Regions from separate parts of the Triticum aestivum genome. Here region 1 is linked to region 2. Evidence: chromatin contacts called from public Hi-C data. All regions are on one chromosome and are shown on one strand. The core of a region is the stretch at or near the end of the contact, and the rest is flanking DNA. Distances in the headings are between cores, read along the strand shown. Region 1 holds the start of LOC123161355 (calcium/calmodulin-regulated receptor-like kinase 2). Region 2 holds the start of LOC123156427 (DNA topoisomerase 1).

Region 1 (6,524 bases), core at 1,856-4,355, 130 kb after region 2:
CCGCTCCGTGCGCTTCGCTCCGCGGATGACTACCGAACGCGGCCTAAGTGTCACTAGCTGCTATTGGTTGCTTGACCTCCTAAAGTCTTTCCCTGAGGAGAGGCATTACTGAAACTTTCCAAGATTATGATTGTTAGGTCCAATGCTTTACCCAAATGATTTATACAAGCTGGAATGCAACTTGCATTGTTTCTATTTGCACGAATGAAGGGAATGTGAGGTAAGCAGCTCTAGGTTGGTTTGGCAGAACATATTTAATGGATTTAAAAAAAGCTAAGTTGGCATTTGTCTATTCGTTAATCACAAAAGAAAATTTTCAACTATTTCTCTACGAGAACACACAAAATCCATTTAGGCTTGACCCGGATCAGACGCATTTGAATTTCTGCCTCTTGGTTCCACAATTCAGTTCCCAATATGAGTGTAATTTTTGTGTTAAGCTAGAGGCCCTTTACCCGCGGTCTTTTTATAACCATCCAAGCAAAGTTTTGTTTTCCACCTTGTAAAAGCGCATCGACAAAGTTCAGAAAAGGACGGCCAGCACTGTAACAACAGGCACGCAAGACACAACCGACGGCATCATCATCAGTTAAAAACAAAACGTCAACACCAAGACTTCGAAAGGACATTGAGAGTAATTTTCCTCGCAGACGAGGTCGGAAGAAGGATCTAAGCGGCCGAAACGGCGCCGGCGGTCGCCACCACTGACCACCGGACAAGGCAGGCGTTACGCTCAAAGCAGAGAGATGAGATGAGATGAGACGAGACGAGGCACGCTGCCGTCCGGAAGGTGGCAGTTGGAAGAACCGGACGACACTGGGCGAGGATTTCTCTCGCTAATCAGATCCGTCCATGCTAAACCCCCTTTGACCGGTAGCCGTAGCGACCAGCGGAGCCGAGCATTTTTGCCTTGCCATTGGTCTTCATTTCTCCCTCCCTGGCTGCCTGACCGGATCGACGAATGTGATACATCAAGATGGGAATGGGCCGGGTCGGCCCGCCGGGTCACTGACCCGGCCCAAAAAGTCAAGGCCAATGGGTCAAGTGGGTTGGCCTCAAATGATATACGGGTCAGTGGAGCCGGCACCGTGCGACCCATTGGGTCAGATGGGTCGACCCATTCTGATACGGGCAATAGATACTACAGTATAAGTTACTTGTATCTACCGACAGAGCTACCGTGGCCCGTCCTGCCTAAATCATTTTTTTACATATGCGAAGTCCAATACGTGAGTAGCCAGCTGAATGCATTGAGAGATTATTCCTCCGGTTAGCTTGCCTGAATGCATTAGAGATTTATCGTTCGCTGAATGCCCAGCCTACTGCATCCCACTTCACGGAAAGACAAGACAGGACGTACGCACCTCACATCCAACACAATATATCTATTCAAAATAACTTAGTATTGACTAATGCTTGGTAGTGTTGAAGCAGGATGGTTCAGAAATTTAGACTGACCCGCCATGCTATTTCTTTGTAAACAGAGATGTAAGTGTGAATTCGCTGGATTTTGGGCCGGCCTCATGTGCCCAACGGGTCAATGAGGCCACCAATTTCTGATGAAATGGGCCGACCCATGGCCTCACATATTGGCCTTGGGGCCACAGGGCCGGGTCCAAGGCCAGGTCCGGGTCGGCCCATTCCCATATTGAGTGATACAGTGACAGTCTTGTGATGATATTTTCTTTTTCAAACTATCTACGGGAGTGACGAATGCGATGCAGTGACAGCCTTGTGATTTCCCTTTTGTCCAAATTACCTACCGGAGTGACAAATGTGATACAGTGACAGTCCTGTGATTTCCGTCGTTATTTCCAAATTATGTCCCTCTCCAGACGTCTCTAACATTGACTTGTCACACATACACAGGTTACTATTATTCTTGAATTGGCAACACATTTAAAGAAAACCGTGATAAAGACATTTCTATAGTATGCCACGCTTAAATTTGGCCGAGTCCCGGTTTTTCTTTTTCTTTTATTGGCGGGAACGTTGAGCCCCATTAAGGAATATTTTGTGAAATTGAAGCCGTACATATCATACATTTTTCTTAGAAAAGGAGATTGGAGCCACATATATCACACATTTTTAGATTGACAAGCCATGCAAAATGTCCAAAACACAAATATGTTTGCCTTCAAGATAATATATACAAATATGTTACCGGTAAAGCAAGCATGTTTAACGCATATGCATTGCTTTAGAGAAGCTTATTTGCTTTTTTATAAAAGCCTCATTGGAGTCACGGATAGTTTTGTTCTTCACCCATCGAGTAACCATTAAATCAATATTATGTGGGATATACTTCTCATTGTTATATTGTTAGGTTATTCCGACATAATATTGATTTAAGATTCTCCATAAAAACAAAAATACCCTCATGGTATGTTGTAGCCTAAGGGATATATATTTAAGTATTTAACCATGCGCCCGTATAGTCTCCATCCTCCTCACCCCCACTGAAAGGGGGCAAACATTTGAAATAAAGAGAGCCTTCTCTCTCTCCGCCAAACTTAATGGTCTCTTGATGTGTACCCATTTCGTCCTTAAAAGAGTGTACTTTCAACTTTGTTGGAGGGTCAAATTATCTCAAAGTTTGACCGAGTTTGTGCAAAAATATGTCAATATTTGTGAAACCAAATAGGTATACGACGAAAATATATTTTATCATAAATCTAATGCTAATAATTTGATGGCATAAATATTGGTCTATTATTGCATAAATACAATCAAACATAAAAAAGTTTGACTTTCTAACAAATTTAGAAGTACATTTTTTTAAGAACGAAGGGAGTAGGTAACATTGTGACGGACGGACAATGTTCCCTTGTGTCTCTGCCTTAAATTGCATGCACACCCTGTGACCGGCGGGATCCATTCGCACATGACCGGCGGCTCCCATCAAACCACCAACTGCTCTGCCTCCATCTTCATCAGAAACAAAAAGAAGAGAAAATATATTCAGGAAAAGATCAAAGAGGAAGCGAGCGAGAGAGAGATAGAGACGGATATTACTAATAAATTACTATAATTAATTTCGTCCCCAAACAAAAAGATGCACAGTACGTAGACATTAATTACTCTCAGTCTTGTCCTGTGATGAAGCGCTTGGACTGCGTCCACCTCCAAAACACGCAGCCGCCTTTTCCACGCGCCCACCGGGTCTGAATTCCTCCTCCCTCCGCCTCCCCTCTCCCTCTCCCGAACCCGCGCGGCGAAAGCAACAGCCGGAGCACGGGCAGGAAGGAAGGAGGAGACCTCTCTCTCGCGCGCGCGCGTCGTCGTCTCCGCCGATCCTCGCCCTGCTCCTCCCCTTGCTCTGCTCCCTCGGGGTCGCCGTCCCAGGCCGGAAGCTTCGCGCACAAAGGCGCTGAGGTATGATGCACGCCTCCCGCCCGGCTTTTTGGACAGATCGCTTTTATTTCGGGCGACCCGATCACCCAATTCCGACGCGGGGTTGCCTTCATGGCGCGCCGCGCCGCGGAATTCTGGCGCGGGACTGCTTGTTCCCTAGGCGCGTGACGCGTCCGTACGTCGCGCCGCGAGGATTTCGGGTTCGAGATTGCTTGTTGACGCGTGCTGCTGTGCTGCTCCGTGGCAGGAGGAGCGGGAGGAGCCTAGAGAGTGCGCGCCGACGCGGTCGCCGCTCTGCGCCTGCGCCGGGGTTCGTCTCGCACCGGCATGGTCTTGGCCCCCGCGCGAAGGCACGGGAATGGCGGATAGGGCGAAGGTCGTGGCCATCGTGGTCGCCGCCGGCGTGGGCGCGGCGGTGCTCGCGGCGGCGTGCGTGTTCCTGGCCATCTGGATGTACCGGCGGCGGGCCAGCGTCGTGGCGCGGACGCGGACGCGGTCGCTCGAGTCCTCCACGGCCACGCTGCGGGCCAACGGCTCCACCCCGAGCCTCGACTCCAGCGTCTCCATCTCCGTTGTCTCCGAGGGCGTCGCCGACTGGGGCCACAACCCGCTGCCGCCGGGGAAGCGCGTCGCCTTTTGGGGCTGGCGGGGCGCCACCAACGGCAGGGACCAGCCCCTGTCCGTCTCCGGGATCCCCAAGTACCACTACAAGTATGTATGGCAACTACTCCTCCATTGCAATCCTCGTGCCGTTTTCGTTTCATTGCTGTGATTCCAGTTCCTATCAGCCCATATGAAACTCATACCATGATGCATACCGTGAATGCTGGTGTTGGTGTGAGTAGCCAAAAAATAAAAAACAGAGTAACATTTTCTGATTGCTCCATGTGAGTGACTGCTGTTGGTTGGTTGCTCAGGGATCTGCAGAAGGCTACCAACAACTTCACCACGATTCTGGGGCAAGGGTCGTTTGGTCCTGTGTACAAGGCTGTAATGGCTACCGGTGAAGTCGTGGCCGTAAAGGTTCTCGCGAGCGATTCTACGCAGGGGGAAAGAGAGTTCCAGACAGAGGTAAGGTGACTTTTCTGGTCAGTCCCGGCGATCACTTGATTTGGAGATCCATAGATCATGTATCATAGCCAGCTGGGTTTTGCTCCAACTGTCTGCAACCCAAAACTGAGGCAAGCTAACAAAATTTTGGCTTCCAGTTGATTTGGCACGAAGAATTGGCATATCTTAATTTTGGTTGTGCAAAGTTATTGGCCGTCTCTTTTTGGTAGTAGATAGTCAGCATGTAATTATGTTCTTGAGTGATGACACATGGTGCGGGTAAAGGCAGTGCAACTTGCAATATCTTTAGTCCATGTTGAGTAGTAGTTGGTAGTGAAGCATTTGACTCTGATAAACTGAGCTATAATCATGATCACGCCTTCATTTGCAGGTAATTTTGCTTAGCCGGCTGCATCATAGAAATCTTGTCAATTTGGTTGGATATTGCGTGGAAAAAGGCCAACACATTCTGATGTACGAGTACATGAGCAACGGGAATTTGGCGACCCTTTTGTATGGTAAGGGAGACAATTCCTCTACTTTTCGGTGATGAAACATGAAAAGGAACAAAACCATCTGTGTAGTAATTCTGCACTTGGCATGTAGCATGGCATGCATTGGAAGGGGAATAAACTAAAATGTTGCAGTGAATCAAGAAATCTCTCTCTCTCTCTCTAATTATTTTCATACCACGTCCTGTTAGGTGATAATAAACGGAGTTTGAGCTGGCAAGAGAGGCTACAAATAGCTCACGATGTCTCTCATGGGATTGAGTACCTGCATGAAGGGGTACAGTTGATGGCTATTAAACACGTACCTCCATTGTTAATGACCTGATCTTGCAATTGATCAAAGCTACGACTATGTGTGCAGGCTGTCCCGCCTGTTATTCACCGAGACCTAAAGTCTGCTAATATACTCTTGGACGAATCAATGAGGGCCAAGGTTAGGCAATTTATGATGGAGTATTTATGCTGATCATTGCAAATGCCTTTTGTTCTTTATGTGTACTTTTAGGTGTTATTATGCTGCCACCTTAGCTAAACCAATACTACTGTGTCATGATGAGTCTGCAGTTCAGTGATCAACTGAACCTGCTAATGCTGATGGTTTAGCTAACCAGTATTGTCTCTATCACGAGTTCATTAGTAATAAACTAACCTGCTCCTGTTGGATGCAAGTTGTTTAGCTGAACCAATACTGTCTCACCACGATGTGTCTGCAGTTCAGTGATCAACTGAACCTGCTAAAGATATTTCTGATGGAAGACGCATGCAACTAAAATAATGGTATCAGTTCCATGGCAGAAAATTGTTTGCTTGAAAATAACTATGCTAATGTGCTCTGTTTGTTTTACTTGGTGCATGCAGGTTGCAGACTTTGGTCTATCAAAGGAGGAAGTATTTGATGGAAGTAAGTCAGGTCTCAAGGGCACCTATGGGTATATGGACCCTGATTACATGTCCACCAACAAGTTCACAAAGAAGAGCGATGTTTACAGTTTCGGCATAATACTTTTTGAACTCATAACAGCCATAAATCCACAACAAGGCTTAATGGAGTACATTGACCTAGTAAGTGATTTCAGGCATTCTTACAGTATTTTCTGACAAGATTTCAGTCAGTGAGCATTACGCACCTCTCCTTTTTAGGCAGCGATTGGAGGGGAAGGAAAGGTGGACTGGGATGAGATACTCGACAAGAACCTCCTTGGTGGGAGCATTCCGGAAGAGGCAAGGGTCCTTGCCGATGTCGCCTACCGGTGCATCAACAGGAGCCCAAGGAAGCGGCCATGGATATCAGAGGTCACCCAGGCCATTTCAAGGCTAAGGCAGCGGCAGATGACTTTGCCGAGGAGCGAGACCAGGACCGTGCTAAGGAGGATAGAGTACCAGCACGTGGAGCTCAGCGATCTCGCCGGCATGAAAGAACTCACGCCGGTAGGAGCCTGAAGTCCCTCCTTGCTATTTGATGAAATCATCAGTTAGTTTTGGCCTTTGAAGGTGTCTAACTTGGGTTGGAATAGATGTAAATAATCCAGAAGGTAGAGTTTGGCAGGATGACCGTCTCTCAATTGATAGACTGGCAAATTGGTAATATGAACACTCTAGTAACAAATG
Region 2 (7,197 bases), core at 1,766-4,265:
GAATTCAGTATCAACAGTCCAATATTCCTGCGGGGTAAACCGTTCTATTTCAGTCTCCCGATCACATACAAGAGCCAAAGCTGCAGATTGGACTCGTCCAGCTGACTGACAACCAGGCAACTTCCTCCATAAAAGTGGTGATATGCCAAACCCAATCAAATAATCAAGGGAACGACGTGCAAGGTAAGCATTAACTAAGTCCATATCAATATATCTTGGAGACATTAAAGCGTTTTTAATAGCATCCTCTGTAATTTCATGGAAGACAACTCTTGCAACAGTAACATGGGAACCCAACACACCCGGCTGCTGTTCAAGCATTTCCTTTATGTGCCAAGCAATTGCTTCACCTTCACGGTCAGGGTCAGAAGCGAGAATCAAATTTTCTGCTCTGGAGATAAGAAATAAGCAATAATAACAGAAGACAATCAGCAACAACTTCATAAAGCAGGGGAACTCAACATAGAAGCTTGCACAAGACAAGTTTAGCAAATTTATGTAATATATACAGTTAGCCCTAGTTTTAAGTAAGAATTAACTCAGACACATGTATGACACTTACTATAAGCTGAAGGCAGATCTAGAGAAAGAAAAGGTTTAACTAATTAGCGTATACTTAGATGTGGCAATGAAGAATATAGGCATAAATACTTGAACACAAAACTATCTGCAGGAACAGCTTAACAATAAAAAATCTGCATATGAGACGAATCAACCATCACCAACGCCATATTGTTGTTATAGTTTCTGTCCATGTGTCCTCGAAAGGCTCAAGTTTAGATAGAGCATAATAAATCTAGGAGATTTAAGACATGATACTGTTTATCACTCTGTGCACACTTCACGGACAATCTAAATTATGATCAAAGGTGAATGGCTCATGCATCCAAAAGATATTAGTACTCACAACATTACATTACGTCCAAGAAAGGTTAAAACTACATGTTGTAAAACAGAAACCAAGACGACTGTCATGTGTTCACTCAGTTAAGCCTTGCAGAAAGTGACAAGGATATGGACATATGGTATTGCATGGAATACAAGTTTTTAGAGACAAACATATGACCCATAGAACGTAGAAGTAATTAATTATGTTAATGTGTCATACTTTCCGAGCAACTAATGCATATCAAACATATATGTCAAGAACGAAATTTGAACAAAGTTAGCAACAACCAGCCTATAGAACATACCCTTTCAATGCAACTTTAATGCTTTTAAGGTGTGTCCAGGCAGCAGTAGGCACCTCCCATACCATGCTGAAGTCGTCATCAGGGCGGACAGATTTTGACCTTCCAGCTAGATCTCTCACATGACCATAGCTAGGTAATACTTCATACATGTCCCCAAGGTATTTTTGAATAACTTTTGCTTTTATAGCTGATTCAACAACAACTACTGATTTAGCTACCGGGGGGTAAAGAGGTACAAGTGGCCTCCTCTCGCTACCAGAACTATCAACAGTGGTCTCCATGCAATTCTTTGTTTCAGCGGCTGCAATAGCAGCTGACTCCTTTGCTTTCACAGGTTTCTTCGATCTGGTTACTGTTTTTTTCTCTTTGGAACTACCAACCCCTTTCTTTGGTTTAGATGCGTCGACCTTCTTTTCTTCTTGCTTCGCACTAGCTTTCTCAGTTGTCTTTGCTGCTGTTTTACTAGTTTTAGCAGAAGTGCTCTTTTTCTTGGTAGAAACTTTCTTTTCTTTCACATCTGCACTAACTTCTTTTTTGCTGCCTCTAGAATTCTTCTTCTTTGCAATGTCCTTTTTAGTATCTGTACCACTCTCGCTGCACTTGCTAGTAGATGTGGAAGCCTCATCAGCGATGGTGCTACATGCAGCTAGTGTGCTTTTGCGTCTCTCAGATTTATGGACGTAACTATGGGCAGCACTCCCATCTTCCCTATTTATATTTGGATGGCTAAATGAGCTCTTATTTCTAATGAGAAGCCTTAACTTTTTACCATATGCAGTCGAGAAGAGCCGTGAATTAACACTACTGGTAGCCTTTAAAGCAACTCCACAGATAGCTGCAGCCCTGGAACTTACAGAACTGTGGTACCCCGAGAGCCCAGTAGTCAAAAAGGCACTGCTTCTGAGCTGTAGGGCGAGCTGAGAGCTATTTCTTAGAGACATTTTCCTCGTTGCACTATTCCGTACTGCGACTCCACACATTTGACAAGGACGGAGAGGCGAATAAGGCATGAAGGAGCATGAGTATCTCTGGGAAGTCCCAAAGTGAAGCTGCAAAGGTAACACATACACAATACTTAGAGAGCATGCATAAAAATCCGTGTTTGATCATGCTTATTGGACAGAATCATGACAAAAAATACTGTAAAAGAAAAGCATGGTGCAAGGGGAAAAGCATTGTCGGTCTATCAGTGCCATATTAATCTTAGTCGTGTTAACAAAAATGAATGATGCTACAGAAGAAGCAGTGGTCTAACTAGAGCAGTATATATAAAACTAAAGCATTGTGTGTTTCGATACAGTGATTCAACACATGGTGTGTCGGTAAAGCATGTCTTTTTCTGGCAACATGAATGCCGGTGTGCTGACATAACATTACATGGTCAAATGAACTATGGACAATGGACAACCACCACTGGCATTGTACCACTACTGTGTCAACAAGGCAAATTGCTCCCATCGAAACTGGTCACACAGGCAAAACGTCGAACACCCATCGCTCACCCGCGAACGCCCCATCAGACGGGGAAGCGTGCTGGTAGTAACGAGCAGGAGGCGAATGGAAATGAATTAATTACCATGGCCGGCGCCGGCGGCAGCGGCTTGGTGGCGAGGGTGACGGCGCGGTGCGCGTAGCCGTGCGGGAGGAGGCGGCGAAGCTGGAGCGCCATTGAGAGGGGCGGGGGCAGGGGCGGAGCTCAGGCGAGGAGGAGCATGGGCGGCTGGCTGAGGGGATCTAGCTAGGGTTTTAGGTGGGAGTGGATAGGGGGGGAGGGGGGGAAGAGGCGGCGGCGGCTTCCAGTCCCAATGGCCGCGGACGCCTCTGCCCTTCAATCAGGAGCGGTTCTCCCTCGGGCCCTCCCACAGCGCGAGCCACGCCACCATTCTTTCTCTTCGGCTCTGGCGCCTCGTGGCTGTCCCTGGGCCTCTCTTGCTCTTGGGCCCGCGGGGCAGCCGCCAGCGGGTGTTAATGCCTGTGTGTGTGGTACGGGCGATAGAGAACGTGCGTGCTCTCCAAGGCCCAATTTTTCCGCAGCACATCCTCTCCCCGACGGAACAACTAGCTAACAAGCTTGTCTAAAAGAACTAGCTACCAAGCGCTTCTTCATGAGCCTTCTAAGACTTATACAATGGAATGTGCTTAGAGAGATGCTTAGTAAAACAAACCGAAATTTTCTTAAACATCGGTGCTTATTTCTACAGGACAAATGCTTAATTAAGTGTCTACCTTCTATAAATAAGCACCGGTGCTTTGAGAAAAACTGGTTTATTTCTTTAAGCACCTACCCCAAGCACCTTGCATTGCACAGGGCCTAAGGAGCAGGTCATGCACACTGTTTACTCAAAAAAAAAGGTCTTGCACACTGTTTAAAAATAGACTAGAGAGACCGGATAAGCTTTTTCACGACCGAGCGTCCCAACGCTTAGAGAGACATATGTTGATTAAAAGTAATCAATCAAGTGTTCTTTATTAATGATCTTTCGATTACATACAAAGATGAAGGGGGGCCTCCTGAGTTAGCTTGCCTGGCTGCGTGTATGCGTTATGTGTTGTTTTCATACTAAAAAAGATCAACCCCCTTTGGAGTTGAGACTACCCTTCATTTCTGTGCTAGATTCGCCACTGATTTGATCTACTAGAAATAGTTTACTATTGTTTTGCATAAACGGCTGTCATGAGCTAGTGTATCCTTACAACTAGCTCTTGTGATTATTGTATACATTATGTACAATGTAAATCGTTGTTCATGAGTCAGGTCTCTCAGACTGATGGGTACATGTACTTCGTTTTTTTGGTTAAACGAATAAACCAAACCGATTTATTTTGATTAATAAGTTTTGGTGGCTAGTTTGTGTGATTATTTCAGTTGCCTTTCTCCAAAATCAAAATTATAAAAAACCGAATAAACTGAACCGTACAAACCATATCAACCGAACGCCCAGCCCTAATATTCGGTATATATCTAATACATTTTTCTAATATTTATCAAATACAAGATTAACATTTATTGAATACATGGTCAACATTTTTTCTATAAACATTTAACATTTTTCAATGCTGGAGTGACATTGTTCAAATAACATATCTACATTTTTAATACATGATCAACATTTTTTCCTATACACATTTAACATTTTTTAAATGTTTGAGCAACATTTTTCAAATACCATATCCATTTTTTAATACATGGTCAACATTTTTCTATACACATTTAGCATTTTTTCGAATGCTTAAGTAACATTTTGTAAACACAAGATCTAAATTTTTTTTAGTACTTGGCCAACATTTCTTCTATAAATATTTTTAGAAAATCAAACGCCTGAATAACATTTTTCAAATACCAAATCTAAATTTTCTTAATAGATGGTCAATAATTTTTATATTACACATTTGAAAAAAAATCAAAACTTGATTAACATTTTCTAAATACTCCCTCAGTAGATAAATATAAGAGCATTTAGATCACTACTTTAGTGATCCAAACGCTCTTATATTTCTTTACGGAGGGAGTACAAATTAACATTTTTTGATACATGATCAACATTTTTTATACACAAATTTAACATTTTTCAAATACTTGTTAAACTTTTTTTGATACATGGTCAATAATTTTTCTATACAAATTTCACATTTTTAAAATACTTGTTAAACATGTTTTTAAATGCGTGGATTTAACTTTTTAAAAATACATGATCAACTTTTTCACACAATTTGTTTATTTTTTGTATACATTTTCCGTATACATGAGAAACATTTTCTCTATACACAATTAACATTTTTTTAAATGCTTGATTTGCATTTTGTAAATGTTTTAAGAATAGTGTTTGTAATATATTTATTTAGAATATTTGAAAGTATAAACGAAAGTTAAAAAATGAAAAAAAAATGCTAGAAAGAGCTTATAAGTGTATTACAACAACAACAAAGCCTTTAGTCCAAAGAAGTTGGGGTAGACTAAAGGTGAAACCAAAAAATATCGCGACCAATAACAACAAAGCTTATAAGTATATTAGTTACAGCTAATTTAGCATCTAGATTAAATCAAAATGACATGAAGGTCTTCGTGCATGTCCTCCATTTTAATTATTTTTGGTCCATCAAGTAGTTGGTGGAATGAATGATGTATGGCAATATAATCATTACTACTGCTTCGGAGAAGAAATGGATTACATGTTTTTCGTGTTTAACCTTATTTTTTCCTTTTAATAAAATAGTACTACATGTTTTCTCTTTAAAGCAGATTAATATGTATTGTTATGTTATGCTTCAAATTCAAGTATAAAGAGAAAGGCTAACTTCTGGCGAGCGAGCGGAGCGAGGTTCGTCGTTAATTGGCCTGTCACTTGTTGGAATCTTCAAAAAACTTATATTTTTCGAAATGGAGGCAAAAGATTTACCTCATCCATTAATTAAGCAGAAGAGAATTGCCCAGTTAATTAACGAAGAACCGGGCGAAAATCGTCACAAACCGCTGAGCGGCACATATAGACCATGCCAGAACTTAGCCTCCCGCGTCGAGAGCGACGCAGCTCCTACTCTGAAGGAGAGATCCAAAGAAGAACCATGCCAGGCTGGCACCGTGGAAAACCACCGAACGGGCCACCTGCTGCCTGTCATCATTGCCACAGGGCCCCGCCACCGCAGCTCTGACTTCACCGCAACAAACAAACTGAGGTACTCTCACAGACACGTCGGAGAAGAGCCGACTACCGCAACCACCGCAACGCCTCCGACTTCACTCGCCCCATCATCGTTGCCACAGAAGCCTCGACGCCACATCAACGCCTTCCACCACCCAACCTCCCAACACACTCACTGGCCCCTCTGACTGGATTAACCTCCAAAATCGATGCCCTCAAGAGGTAAACGACGTCAACACGCCGCCAACGACCGACCCTCGGGTCTGGAGTTTCCCCCGGAGTTGTCCCTCGCGGAGGAAAAGAGAGCATCCCGTCGACGGGAAGGTCACGACGTTCACAGACGCTGCCGTCACAGGCTCCAGCCATGGCCAGAAACGGGTTTTCACCCAGCCCTCGAAATCCTCTGGTCGACAGCCAATCCGACAGCCCACCTTTGGACCTACCCTCGCCGCACCTCCATGCATCAGCCACCCCGGCAGCCAAATCTTGCATCCCCGTCGCCGCGGCAGGATGGGATGCCTCGTCGGTCGCCCAGGCCAGAGCCTGAGCACCCACGCTGACTTCAGATCTGAGCGCCAAGCCCCACGACCCGTCGCGCTTCGGTCCGCAGCCAACATCACCGCGTCGCCCAGCAGGAACAACACCCAAGCTCCGGGGCCGCCGCCCCGGCGTCCAGCCTCAGCCCCTGTAGCACCACATCCGCGCAACCTCTAGCAGCACCACATCTTCACCGCGTGCAGCCACCGACAGCCGCACGCGCCACGTCCCTGCCGAGACCGCGCGGCCACGCTGCTCGCGGTCGCCGCGAGCCCGTCCCCCCGCGCGCCATGCCCCTTGATGCATTTGGTCGCGCCAGATCCACCCCCATCCGCCCCTTACATCCGCTGCTCTACAGACCTCCACTCGCCGGCCCTGCGCAGCCGCACCACTGCGGCGCCCCGATCACCACGCCCCAACGACGCCCAAAGCTGTCGTCGGGGCAGCCAGATCCGCCGCACGGGCCTCGCCTCGGACCTCCACTTGCCAGCGTCGCGCACCCACACCTCCGTGCCGACCAAGCCACCGCGACCCCCTTCGCACGCGCCGCGACGCCTCGAGCACGAGCGCTCTCGCCAGAGCATGAACCCCTGCTGAATCGAGCGGCCCACGCCACCCAAACCCGAGCGAGAGGAGGGAAGGGCCTCGCCGCCGCCCGGGCTTTGCCCGGCGACGCCCTCCGGCGGCGGCGAGGAGGATGGACGGGGGCTGGGTTCGCTCCTAGGCCGCCCGCGGGAGCGACCAAAGGAGCGTCTAACTGTTTTTTAAGAGTTGTTTCCTCACTGTAACCAAAACTTATATTTAGATTCCTAAAAAACTTATATTTG

What was found. Hi-C and Micro-C count contacts between places; a contact is called where the count stands out from the background.
Region 1: a Hi-C map of leaf shows a contact between it and region 2, with 4 times the contacts expected there. The contact joins the promoter of LOC123161355 here to the promoter of LOC123156427 in region 2. A contact is called at or near these places in 3 of 5 Hi-C or Micro-C datasets (all in leaf).

What each region holds. Positions count from the first base shown.
Region 1 is chr7B:141,778,280-141,784,803 of IWGSC CS RefSeq v2.1, forward strand. It overlaps LOC123161355 (calcium/calmodulin-regulated receptor-like kinase 2), which reads left to right and starts at 3,106. Exons shown (of 8, transcript XM_044579198.1): 1 at 3,106-3,375; 2 at 3,602-4,065; 3 at 4,272-4,425; 4 at 4,796-4,922; 5 at 5,108-5,193; 6 at 5,278-5,349; 7 at 5,775-5,978; 8 at 6,057-6,524. The coding sequence starts at 3,713. The coding sequence ends at 6,356.
Region 2 is chr7B:141,649,584-141,656,780 of IWGSC CS RefSeq v2.1, forward strand. It overlaps LOC123156427 (DNA topoisomerase 1), which reads right to left and starts at 3,016. Exons shown (of 24, transcript XR_006478080.1): 1 at 2,770-3,016; 2 at 1,194-2,242; 3 at 1-391.